Linked DNA regions of Cyprinus carpio: region 1 is linked to region 2. A link is a contact called in public Hi-C data. All regions are on one chromosome and are shown on one strand. Each heading gives the region's core, a stretch centred on a gene start, on an enhancer-like site or on the middle of the called end of the contact. The rest is flanking DNA. Distances are from core to core; before and after follow the strand shown. Region 1 overlaps LOC109055787 (E3 ubiquitin-protein ligase RNF19A-like). Region 2 holds the start of LOC109055785 (polyadenylate-binding protein 1A).

Evidence for each region. A called contact is a pair of places that touch in the nucleus more often than the background predicts.
Region 1: a contact with region 2 is called in a Hi-C map of liver, with 2.3 times the contacts expected there. The contact joins the enhancer-like site here to the promoter of LOC109055785 in region 2. A contact is called at or near these places in 2 of 8 Hi-C or Micro-C datasets (both in liver).

The regions. Positions count from the first base shown.
Region 1 is chrB19:5,050,082-5,056,593 of ASM1834038v1, forward strand. It overlaps LOC109055787 (E3 ubiquitin-protein ligase RNF19A-like), which reads left to right. Exons shown (of 10, transcript XM_042745060.1): 7 at 566-727; 8 at 1,600-1,813; 9 at 4,348-4,491; 10 at 4,972-6,512. The coding sequence ends at 5,689. Among protein-coding and RNA genes, the nearest start is that of LOC109055784, 18 kb to the right of the region's middle. Within about 2 kb of position 5,155, at least 1 of the 8 cell types and tissues checked has an H3K27ac peak or open chromatin away from gene starts, as enhancers often do. A contact at or near this core is called in liver, where this site is marked.
Region 2 is chrB19:5,002,679-5,009,448 of ASM1834038v1, forward strand. It overlaps LOC109055785 (polyadenylate-binding protein 1A), which reads left to right and starts at 3,915. Exons shown (of 15, transcript XM_019072969.2): 1 at 3,915-4,654. The coding sequence starts at 4,462. LOC109055786 (14-3-3 protein beta/alpha-A-like) reads left to right here. Exons shown (of 6, transcript XM_042746022.1): 6 at 1-566.

The sequences.
Region 1 (6,512 bases), core at 3,905-6,404, 49 kb after region 2:
TTATTTATTTATTTATTTATTCAGCGCTCATGCTGAAAGCGCCTCTCTTCATGTAATCAGTGAAACTCCTGCTAAAATGTGCCGCAGCTCTACAGCGCGCTGTATGGAGCAGCGCAGACCATGCACTCGTACAAATGCGACCACGTCAAATTTTAACTAGAGCCTTGCATAATTAGCACAAGCAGCAGTTTGGTCATCTGACACTTTAATTGCTCACTCTTATCAGATATAATGGTTAAACAAAGAATGGTTAAACTAGGAGTCGTGGCCTAGTGGTAAGAGAGTTTGACTCCTAACCCTAAGGTTGTGCGTTCGAGTTTTGGGCCGGCAATACCACGACTGAGGTGTTCTTGAGCAAGGCACCGAACCCCCAACTGCTCCACGGGTGCCGCAGCATAAATGGCTGCTTACTGCTCCATTTGAATTTGGATGATTACTAAAACTTTATAGTTATCACGCTTTGTGTGAATGGTATTTCCATTAGGGAATGCCAATTTGATTAATAATTTCATCTTGTTTAGAGGTTGCAGTTTTGTGTTAAGTGTTGTATTGTGTGTCTGTGCAGGGATAGGAGTGCCCATCATGTTGGCGTATGTCTACGGTGTGGTGCCCATCTCTCTGTGCCGCAGCGGTGGTTGCGGCGTGTCTGCAGGGAATGGTAAAGGTGTGCGCATTGAGTTTGATGACGAGAACGATATGAACGTGGGCACCGGAGCTGCTGTGACTGGTGAGTGAACTTCAATGAATGCAAACACCTCAGTGCCACAGGCTAAGAAGCCAAACAATGTTTAAAGCATTCAGAATCTGTCCTCCTTGCAGTCATCCTCTCATTCACAGTCTCTGTCTCGGCTGTCTTTCCCGAAGAGTTGCCTGTCACATTTCACACTTTCTCTCCTCCTTGCTCACGTTTAATTCAAATGTGTGAAATGTGTTTTAGTTTAAAGTGGCATGTGCTAGAATGTGTTCGATTTACTGGTACCCCCAAAGACTTTCATTGAAGGTGAGGCATATCTAGAGACAGAGTTTATCCTTTTCCAGACACAACTCCTGAAACTCAAGGATCAAGTAGCTTTGTTTCTCAAACACCAAATAATTCCCGTGAAGCTCATGTAACTCTGGGAACAAGTAGCTTTTGTTCTGATGTACAGAGTAAGCCTGAGGCAAAAGGTTTCGAAACATGGTCATGCTATGTGTAAGAGAAATCAGGTTTGTCAAATTCAGTGTTATTTTTCCCAGATTAACATGTCTGTCTAAATGGTTTAAATTTGAATCATCAAAAAGGATGTGTAGCTTATCAGTTGAGTCCATTAAAACTTGAATTAAGAAATCAGTAATAATAGTGCTGTATGTAATGATTTTTTTGTCTTCTCTTTTACTTTCTTGAATCTGATCTTATGATGTTAATACAAGTTTATCATCAAAATTGCTAATAATCCAATTTGTAGAGCACTAATCAGGCATGTAGTGCAAATCTGAAAAACCAAACACTGGAAAAGTGCTACTGATTGTTTTTTTTGTTTGTTTTTGGTTTACCCCCCCCAGAATACTTCACACTTTTATGTACTGCTGTAATGACCCTTTTCTATTCTCTTCTATCAGACACCACTTCAGTAGCAGAGACCAGGCATAACCCCAGCATCGGCGAGGGCAGCGTGGGGGGTCTGACGGGCAGCCTGAGTGCCAGCGGGAGCCACATGGACCGTATTGGAGCAATGAGAGACAACCTGAGCGAGAACGCCAGCACTATGGCCCTCGCTGGGGCCAGCATCACTGGCAGCTTGTCAGGAAGTGCCATGGTCAACTGCTTTAACAGGTCAGTGACAGTGTCTGCATTTTGTGCACAGTTATTGACCAAAAATGGCCTTTAAGGGGCATGTATTTTTAGCATGATGCATGATATTATCAGAACGTTATTGGAATCGGCCAATAAAGACTCAAAATGTAAACATCGGACGGATTTGAAGAAATGATGCCGATATGCCTTTTTTTCTTTTTTATACAAGGCGCTGTAAACGATTTTTAGAATTTTTACAGCTCTTTTGCTTTAGACCATCTGTTACTGATAAATCCACAATTAAAATATTAAGTTTTCAACTTAATCTCTGAGCCAAAAAAAAAAAACAGCAGAGATTTATTTTATTACAGTTATTTTCAAGGCTTTTAATGTACTCTCATTTAAAAAAAAAGAACTTTAAAAATGTTTAATACTACTAACAAAAATTTTCAAAACTAACCAAAATTGAAAATAAATTATATTTTCTACACAGGAGAGACTTGGTGTTGTTAAAAATATAGTGCATCCCTATGTGTTTTGGAATCCAAGTGTGACTATGTGGACATACTATAAAATTCAAAATGCAAAACATCTAACAGAATCCCAAAAGAATGATAAACATTTTAATTTGAACAAATGGCATTGGCATTTGTGTTTTTTTTTTTTATGGGCCCCCAACAATGCACATGTTGAAGGTGTCCTCTCACACACCCTTTTCAGGCCGTGGACTCTCTACTAATGAGCTGATGATTTGAATCAGGTGTGTCTGAATAAAGAGACATGCAAAAAGTAAAAGCAACAGGGCTGAGAAATAGTGGTCAGGGCAACAGATTTTTTTTAACATAGCGGTGTTTTAATGTCTTTTCCATCGCACTGCAAGAAAACTAGCCAACCAATATGATTCGTGCTTCTGGTCTCATGCCCAGAACCTCTGCTATTATATAAAACCATGACCCGGTGGCACTCGTGAACACAGTATTTAGGAAGATGGAAGATCATTCACGTGGACCAGCCATCACATAAAGAGTAGACACATTTTATGCAGGGTGTGCACACAAGGAGATCTAACAGCTGGTATGTGAGATTTGTCACATTTTCCCACGGTTTCATAGACAAGGCTTAAGCCTAGTCCCAGTCTAAAATCTTAAAATATGTAAGTGCCATTGTTTTGTCTCAAGACCAGTAAAGCACACCAGTAATGTTTTTTTTCTAAGTCACGTTTATAAAAGCTGCTTATAAAACAGATAGTTCCAGGCCTTGGTTCTGATTGGCTGAGCCACGTTCAAAGCTGTTGTAAATTACTCTACAAACATACACCTTTGTTTACATGGCCACTTTGTTGCAACCACAACAGATTCTGAGAAACTACAATGTTTGGTTGAAGAATAATGTTTTTATTAATATCATTACACTTTATTTGTTTTTATTTTGTGAAACCTAACATCATATATGGAATAACCGTTTTATAAAAGCAATAAGCCCCGTGAAGCCATGGTTTACAGTTAATTTATAACAGCTAAGGGGCGTTGTTAGGCACGACGTGAAGCTGTAAATTCACTGTAAACCACCGCTTCTTGGGTTTTATTGCTTTATTGAACTATAGCTTAATCCTTGACCCCTGAATGTGAAACTGGGCCTAAATGTTTGTTAGATATTCAAAGACACACGTATTTGAGAAAACACATTTGAGAATTGGTCCCTAAACTAAAGTGTTATCAAATAAAGTAGTCTATCCTTTGCCTTTTAGTTATTAGGCAGCTTCCAACACTTATCGGCCAAACAGGAAATCTTACTGGCTGGTAATTAGGGAAAAAAAATTAAAATAATTTTCAGTCTTGTTGATTATATTGGTGAACCACTAGTTATTTGATAACCACCATAGTGAATACAGAAATCTCAACAGCTGTTTGAAAACATGTAAATACAAGTTCTCAGCAGGTCTCAGAAATGGAAAGATGCGCAACACTTTTGTGTAGCAGACTAACAGGGGAATTTCAGTTTTTCCAAAAATAACCTAAAGCCTACTGTTTTCACACAATGGTCTGAAAAGACATGAAAATTCATGTAGACATTTGGATCGGTTAACAGGCTGTACAGGGGTCATACGATCATAATGCACTGTTTACGTGGTTTAAGGTTAAAAAAACACATTATTTTCCACATAATGTACATAATTATTGCTCCTCTATGCCCCGCCTTCTGAAATGTGTTGATTTTTACAAAGCTCATTGGTCTGAAAACAATATTTGGAAATACAGCATCTCCACGACATGACAGCAACAGCAACAATACTACAGTGAGAATATAAGTTATGCCTTCCTCCTTTGCGTGAACATTTGGGCGGTGTTATGCAAATCTTCCCACACAGTGATGTAAACGTGGAGGCGTGTTTAAACGAGGCGTTTTAGGAGGGTGTGGACGAGTCTTAACTTAATATTTAAGAATGTCTCTTTGGGTTTGAGACTTTAGTCTTTGCAACTTTACAGATCTTATATACTGTATGCAAAGACTTTTGCAGAAAACTTGAAATCGCATCACATGACTTCTTTAAATGTGCTGTTTGTGTTTCTCAGGTTGGAGGTTCAAGCTGATGTTCAAAAGGAGCGTTGCAGTCTGAGCGGGGAGTCCGGCACCGTCAGTCTGGGGACAATCAGTGACAACGCTAGTACCAAAGCAATGGCTGGATCCATTCTCAACGCCTACCTGCCTCTGGACAGGTCTGTGTTCATGTGTGTCCCTGGACCACAAAACCAGTCACAAGGGTCAATTTTTTGAGAAATGATTTATAAAAGAGCTTTTATTGATGTATGGTTTGTTATGATAAGACAATATTTGGCTGAGATACAACTATTTGAATCTCTGGAATCTGAAGAAGCAAATAAATCTAAATATTGAGGAAAATTGCCTTTAAAGTTGTCCAAATGAAGTTCTTAGCTATGCATAGTACTAATCAAAAATTAAGTTTTGATATATTTATGGAAGGAAGTTCACAAAATATCTTCATGGAACATGATCTTTACTTAATATCCTAAAGATTTTTGGTTGAGATTTGAACCATACAGTGTATCATTGGCTATTGCTACAAATATACCAGTGCTGCTTATGACTGGTTTTGTGCTCCAGGGTCACATTTATCCAAAAGAATGTGAGGTGGCTCAGTGATGGAGCTGTCATTAACAGCAGATGTTGTTGTGCAGCAGGGAAGGGAACAGTATGGAGGTGCAGGTGGATGTGGAGTCCAAGCGAGGGAAGCTCCGGCACCACAGCGGCAGCAGCAGTATGGACGACGGCAGCAGCGGAGGACATGGGGCGGGCGTTTGCCCCTCTGGCTGTCCCCACGAGGGCAAGTGCGTTACCTCTCGCTGGGCCAAGGAGCCGTCCTCCACCTCTTCCTCCTCCTCCGGCAAGAAGAGCAAAGGCAAGCTGCGCAAAAAGAGCGGCGGAACCAAGATCAACGAGGCGCGAGAAGACATGGACGCCCAGCTGCTGGAGCGCCGCAGCACCAACTCCAGCGAGTTAGACTCGCCCTCTCTGAGCGGCAGCCTGCCGTCTGTGGCCGACTCACACTCCAGCCACTTCTCAGAGTTCAGCTGCTCCGACCTGGACGCCTGCAGACCGCCCTGCTACGAGTCTCACGTCCGTCATCCCAACACGGGCGGAGCGGTCAGCCCGCTTCCAGAGGTCGAGAACGACCGGCTGGAGAACTGTCCCGCTTCTGGGACCCTCCCGCAAGCTGGGGTCGCCCCTCTAACCCCTGACGGGGTGGCAGAGCGCCCGCTATGCTACATTGCAGAGGAGAATGTGAGTTTAATATGTGCGGCTGATGCGGGCCAGAGCTCGTCTAAAGAACGCAATAACAACCTTCCTCAGCCGACTAGCCCTGTGCGTAGCGCCTGCATTCAGACAGAGATATAAGCAGACACACGCTAGCTTTCACAGCTAACCTTTATTACCAAGGATTGCACACTGAATTGAAGATTTTAAAGCTCGTTTCATGGAGGTTTAACGTCCCGGTTGGTGTTTTTTTTTTTTTGAATGTTGGAGAAGGAAGGTCAGGATGCGCCTCAAGGTTTCAGAAAGCTCGCTGTGACCAAAGGTTACCGTTTGACCGACAGTCGGTCAGCGCTTAGGGTTGGACCGAAGCTCGGATAAGATTCAGAAAGGCAACAGATGAATGTAAGAGGGCAAGTGATGCACAGAGACTGATGATGTAGCCGTCAATCACTCATGGCTCTGTTTCAGTGTTCAGTGTCGCTGGGGTGAAGAACCTCACCAGTGTGGAGTGAGACGTGTCCAGCTCGTTTTCACCCCAAAATTAAAAGGAAAGAAGAGAAATATCATTCCTGCATACTGGAAATGAAGCCTCTGTTTTGGACGAGTGTGATTTGTGACATTTTCATGTTAATTAAAGCTACAGTTCACCCAAAAATGAAGATTGTCATCATTCACCCTCATGCTGTTTCAAACCTGTATTTCTTTCTTCTGTGGAAAGAAGATTTTGATTTTGAAGATATATTTTGAAAATACAATTGAAGTCACAGGGAACCAAAACGGTTTGGTTACCAACATTCTTCAGAAGATCTCGAATAGGTTTGAAGCAACATGAGGATGAGTAAATGACGACTGAAGTTTCATTTTTGGATGGACTATTGCTTTAAGCACATTTTATCCCTCTTTCTCTTTACTGTAGTATAGTTTTTATAATTCCTGATTATTCTTACTAGGTTCTTAATACTAT
Region 2 (6,770 bases), core at 2,665-5,164:
AGTGATGGGTTTCTTGTGGCTTAGACTGAATTCTTCATTTTCCTAAAGAATCATGGGAAATAAACCAAAAGTCAGTATGAATGAATACTTGTGTCAGATTGGGCTCGTGCAAAGACATTCTACTTCACTTGTCAAGTGTTTGATTGCTCATTGGTGAATATCGCGTACAATCTCTCTTTGTCGACCACAGACCTAAGATCAAAAAGACTTGACACATGGCTTATACTGTAACTTTGATATAAAAGTCTTGTTACCGGAGCAGTAAGTAATGCATTTCATGTGCTTATCTGATTAATACTGTTTTCTATTAGGAGTTTTGGTTTTGTTTTATTTGTACTACTACTTACTCGATCTGTTTTTAGTTGGTTTTGTTTAATCTTTTGATACTTGCCTAAACTGCATGTGGCTGTAGTTAATCAGGGTGACTGGAGTTGGCTGATTGGGTTGCCTAGAAACTGTCTTAGAACTTTCATACGGAACACTCAGCATTATTGTTATTTGTTATGGAGGGTGGGCGGAGGGATCTGGATCTCATGTTAGTGGAATTAAAACGGATAAAACACAAACCACATGATCTCTTGGTCTTTTTGCCTTGCGTTCGGTCTCTGGTGTTTTTCAAACCTGGCCGTTGAGACCCTCTCAACACTGTGTCCTCTATTCCTTTTCCATTCTACTTGTGTTCTTTTTATTTATTATATAAAAAATTTTAAAAAAAACCTTGTGTACTGTGTCATAACACTTTGATATCATTCCTCTTTTGTTGGTTTTGATTGCTTCCTCAAGTCAATTTGAATTAAAGTGTCTGCTAAATGTAAAAAAGAAAAAATGAAGTTTAGAGCAACACGAGGGTCGGTTAAGATTCTCAATCTGAACCGTGTGATTTAATGCTGCTTGGGCTTCGAGCGGGTTGGTGGTCAAGTGGTTGTCTTCTCAGACCTGTTTTACAGGCAGAGCAGGAACCGGGTCGTATCACTCATCTGAGTCCTGCACCAGATTCACTGGAGCGAGGAGAGAAGGACAGGTGACTGAGGCAGATGCTGAGAAGCTCAGAAAACTATAAAAGTACATCAGTAACAGTAAAATAACAGACCTGGACCGTTTTAAAATTGTGAAGTGTGAGTCCCTGACAATTTATGTAAAATAATAAATTCTTCAAATGTGATTAAAATTGCCTTTTTAAAACTGAAATAACTTTTAAAAAACCAGGTTCAGTAAGTGTATTGTAATTTAATGGTTAAAATGTGAAGGATAATATATATAATAATGAAACCTGAGAACTTCAGGGATTTTTAAAATTGTGATTTTAATTCTTAAGGATTTATAAGGATTAAGAAAATCGGTAACACTTTACAATATGGTTCCATTAATGTATTAACTTATATAAACAAACGATGAAGAATACATTGATTACAGTATTTATTCATCTTTGTTAACATTAATGAAAATCCAGTCGTTCATGTTAGCTCACAGTGCATTAACTAATGTTAACAAGCACAACTTCTATTAGTCAATGCATTAGTAAATGTAAAATAAATATATATATATATATATATTTGTGTGTGTGTATATATATATATATATATATATATATATATATATATATATATATACATACCCCTGGAAATATGTTTGAATTTTAATATTGTGATTTGCAGGCCTATTTAAACAGGAATCATGTTTTGTCCACCCGATCCTGTATTTTAAAGTGAAGTGGAGCAGCTCTGGAAGGCTCTCAGCTGGGGTGTGTCAGTGAAGGCCTCGGGCTAAGGCTGTGGGATGGGCCCTGTTGCCATGGAGACGGGCAGACGGCTCTGAACAACAGTACTTATGTGGAGAGAGGATGAGTAATCAGCGGGAAGGGACGGGAGAGAGAGACTCCTCTGAGTTGAACGACAAAGACAATACATGTGCATTATAACACACAGCCAAAAGCAAATCAGACTACTTTCAGAGTACTTTTGACCTATATTTAATATTTAGGAAAATCATGAATTTGACAGTATTGAGTTGAGACTATGAGAATAAGAACTTGAACTGAATTGAGATGATAACAGCATTATTGTCTTCTACGTTATAGCCCTACTGAATCAAACTGATGAATTTTGCACACTGACACTGTTATTGAGCTCAACTGAATCAATATTGAGCTTCAGTAGAGCTGCTTATAGCTGAATTGAACTGGTTTTATAATAAATGAACTTTACAGAGTTCTTGAGCCGAACTGAATAATGACACTATTGTGTCTAGCTGCTTTATAGCCTCATGTGTGAAATCATTCTGATCCTTTCCTGTTTAACACTGAAGCTGCTTTGAAACTATCTCTGTTGTATTATAATACATAATATAATATTGCTTTGTCATTTTTAGTTTTTATTTCTATTTATCTTAGAAATCATACCTCTCTTTACCTCAGTTTTTAAATCTAATCTTTTTATTTTATTTCAATTACCAAAAATAAAAATATGTTTAATAATTTTCGTTAACAATTACAGCACTGCAATAAACAGCAGAATGTGACAACACACCCCGGCATAATATCATATTTTGAGGTTGCTTTATATATATATATATATTCCATTTTCACTGTAATTTTATGTGCTTTTTGACATTTTCACTAGTTTTAGAATTTTATTTCAATTTTTTTTTTTTCAATTATACTAGTTTTAGATAGCAATAGAAATGAGAATCCAGATAGTTTATGACCACATGCCCCACTATCAGTGTGCTTTTTTCTGGAAAATAGTCACAGAAATATGGCCCTGCTATTTAATTGGCTTGACTTCGACAGCTTCCAGTTCTTCCAGGTCTGTGACTCCCCCTGCTGGTGATCTTCAGTACAGACATCTGTGCTGTTTATCAACTATGAGTTTTAATCATGTGTTGTGAAACTGAACAGTGAGGACTGTTACAGAGAATAAACACAACACTGATCACAGACTGTATTGGTTCCCCTCAGCATCCTGTGTGATCAAAGCAATTAGGTTATTTATCACTAATATAGGCTACAAAGACCCAAGTGCAGTTATTGATAAATTACATTTGGAAATCGACAGTTCTTTGACTTGTTATTATTCAACATTTATTAATTTAAGATATTTTTGTGATATAAAGGTCACATTAAAACTGTCTGTATTGGAAAAATGTTGACTTTTCAAATAGCTGTTATAGATTTGATCTTGTTTTTTGTTTCTTGTACCTTTGTGCCAGACCCAAGGAAAATCCATAATAAAAAATATTAATTATTGAGTGAAATAGAAAACAGTGTCAGTAAAGAACATGATTGATATGACATTGATTGACATGATTAATAAAACAACTATTGTTGCTGTGTAATTTCCAAATGATAGCTATAAAATTAAATGCTGTAAAATGAGGATGCTGTCAAAAATAATGTCAGAAAATATATATTTTTTTTTTTTCAACTTCTGACGCTGCCACAGTTCTTCTGGATTGAGTCTGTCTCAGTTTGCTCTGTTTCTTCATCAGATCTCTGTGTGCAGCAAACAAAAATCTCACTGGATTATTACAATTAATGGCTAAATGAATGTTTGGAAACATAAACTGATATTTCCTACTGACACAGACAGCAAAAGATAGAAATAACTGACTTAAAACCATTTGTAGCTGGTGAAAATACTAGTGCTCTATTAATTTTGGACACCACTGTATACATATTAAATATTTAAGTGAATAACCTAATCTAAATTAAATGAATAAACGTTAAAAAATATATATATAAGCTGAGTAATTTATTTTCACTTTTATACATGCGTTACAAAAATCAACTATTCATCATTCTAAAAGCTTATTGGCCAGATCTGCGGGCTCTAACACGTCTCATCCAATCACCATCCAAACTGATTGCGTCACATTGCGTCGGTGGATGACGTCGTGGCAGGTATATATGGGATGGCTCGCCCCGCCCCTTCTCTCCCGATCCCCGGCTGTTAGTGCTGTGAGAGTGCGCGTGTGCTCCGGAGCTCGCCTCGGCACACATTATATAAAAAATAAAAAAAAATACAAAAAAAAATTAAAAACTTTTAAAAACTCCAAAAAATCATTTTCTTTCTTTTTTTTTTCTTTCATTTTAATTAAAAATCGGTGAAGTGGGAGCTGGAGGCCTTGAAACATCTCAACAACCCCGAAAGATAACGACAGTGTGCGAGCTCGCGAAGGCCTGCCGTTAACCGTTAACCGTTAGCGGTTTGCTCGATTCGTCGGTTTGGATTTTTCGCATTTGAACTTTTAAGTTGCCCTAAATATTCGTCATTTTTAAACGAAACGCTTTAATCGTCCAGGCGAAGTCATCTTTTAGTCGACGGTTTTCAGTTTTAAAACTAGCCTGTTGAGGTTAATTTGACAGTTACCGTTATTAGCTACATTCTGACGTAGTTGAGCTCACGCGCTAGCGCCTCCAAACGCGTTCGATTCCGCGAGTTCACAGCTGCGAGGGAAGAGAAAATGAACCCCAGCGCTCCCAGTTACCCCATGGCCTCCCTGTATGTTGGAGACCTGCACCAGGACGTGACTGAAGCCATGCTCTACGAGAAGTTCAGCCCGGCCGGTGCCATCCTGTCCATCCGGGTGTGCAGGGACATGATCACGCGCCGGTCGCTGGGCTATGCCTATGTCAACTTTCAGCAGCCTGCAGACGGTAAATGATGGCATTGACGCTAAAGACATATTGTAAATGTAGCGCGTCAGTTGCGTGCTTATGCATCTCCTCCACATGCAGCGCAAGCGTCTGGTTATGAATTATAAAGCGTTGAGGATGAGAGCTGCATGGCGTGCCTGTCATATTTAGGGCGTGGGTGGGCGGAGAGTGTGCAGCACAGATAACCCTATCCGGAAAATGCCTTGATCGCATTGATTATTGCGGTTTATTATCCCTGCTTTATTGTGAAGCTATATCATGCTGTGGGTTTAAACATGGTCTTGGGGGTGTCACGTGTGCAGCTCCTCGAATTTAGGTCAATGTTCAGTTTGCATTCAGAGATTTCTATCTTTTTTTTTTTTGGATTCAGGTTGCATATATCATATGTGGATTTTGGTGGTTGCACAAAATGGTTCAGACATTAAACCATTAAAAAATGCACTAAAAAATTAGTGTAGGGACTAAGCAGTGTCTGTGTAATGTATGTATCACGGAGTAGTTATGATCTGGTTATTCAGATGGACACTTTTATGATGAGAGAAAAATATTCGCTTCACTTTCAGTCAGTGTCAGGATCATCTTTTGCAAATTTAAGGCAAAACACTACTGGTGACAATATTAATTAATAGATCTGAGCAGATGCTTCCCTAGTTGATTAATAACCGTACATAAAGACAGATGTTTTGAATTAAGTTTTCTGAAATGTTTTTAAATATTTCGACTGTCTAATTAAATATGAACTTGTTTGTATCTGTATCAGAACAGAAGTGTGATTATTGGATGAAGACAGGTCTGAAATTCATTGTTAAATCTTATCGACAATAGAGTTGAATGTTTTACAGAGGGTTTTTTGGAACTTTTTATGCCATATTTTTATGAAATTAAATAATATATGAATAGAAATGTCCATATAAATCTCAAATAGAAAACACTAATGATGAGAACTTTGATGAGATGAGAACGATGAGACAATTTTAAAGAAACAGATTTTTGAAAAGGTTTCTCCTGGAATAATTTTAGAGTTTTATTATACAGTGTCATACATTCTACAACCCCAGTTCCAGAAAAGTTGGGACGTTTTGTAAAATGCAATAAAATCCAGAATCTGTGATCTGTTAATTCTCTTTAACTTGTATAATTTTTAACTTTTAGAAACCGTCATGCTGCGATGTTAAATATAGCCGCATGGGCTCAGGAGTACTTCGGAAAACCCCTGTCACTTTACAGTCCGCCACTGCGTCAAGAAATGCAACTTGAATCTCTGTTACTGGAGGAGAAAGCTATACATCAGCTTCTGGGCCAGAGCTCATCTCAGATAGACAAAAAGACAGTGCAAATGTGTGCTTTGCTCAGATGAGTCCACATTTCAGTGTGTTTCTGAGAAAAATGATGTTGAGTTCTCAGTGCCAAAGATCAAAGGGACCATCCGGACTTTCATCAGCGACTGATGCAAAAGAAAACATCTGTCATGGTATATGATTGCATCAGTGCAAACGGCATGGGTGACTGACAAATGTGTGAAGATACTATTGACATGGAGGCAAATACAGAGATATACACTTCCACCAAGTTGAAGTCTTTTATGGGCAGTCCATGGTTATTAGATCAAGACGATGCCAGCTCTCATTCTGCATGTGCTGCAACAGCGTGGTTTCGTAGAGACAGTGAATGTGTTAGACTGGCCTGCCTGCTGTCCAGATCTGACTCTTATTGAAAATGTTTGACCAGTCATGCAAAGGAGAATCAGACAACGCCGATCACAGACTGCAGAGCTTCTGAAGTCTTGTATCAAGCGAGATTGGACAAAAATTTTGTTCGCAAAACTGAAACAATTAGTATCCTCAATTCCCAAACAATGAAACATTGTAATTAAAAGGTAAGTTGAGGTGAAACATGCCTCTGTCCCAACTCTTTTGGAGTGTGTTGCAGCCATCCAAATCAAAATTTGTCTGTTTACAAAATAAAATTAAGTTGGTCAGTGAAAAAAAATATTTTTTTCTTTGTCAATTAAATAAAAGTTAAAGAGGAACACCAGATAAAATATTCTTGATATTTATGGCATTTCACAAAACGTCCCAACTTTTCTGGAATTGTATGTATTTGTTATTGTTCCTAT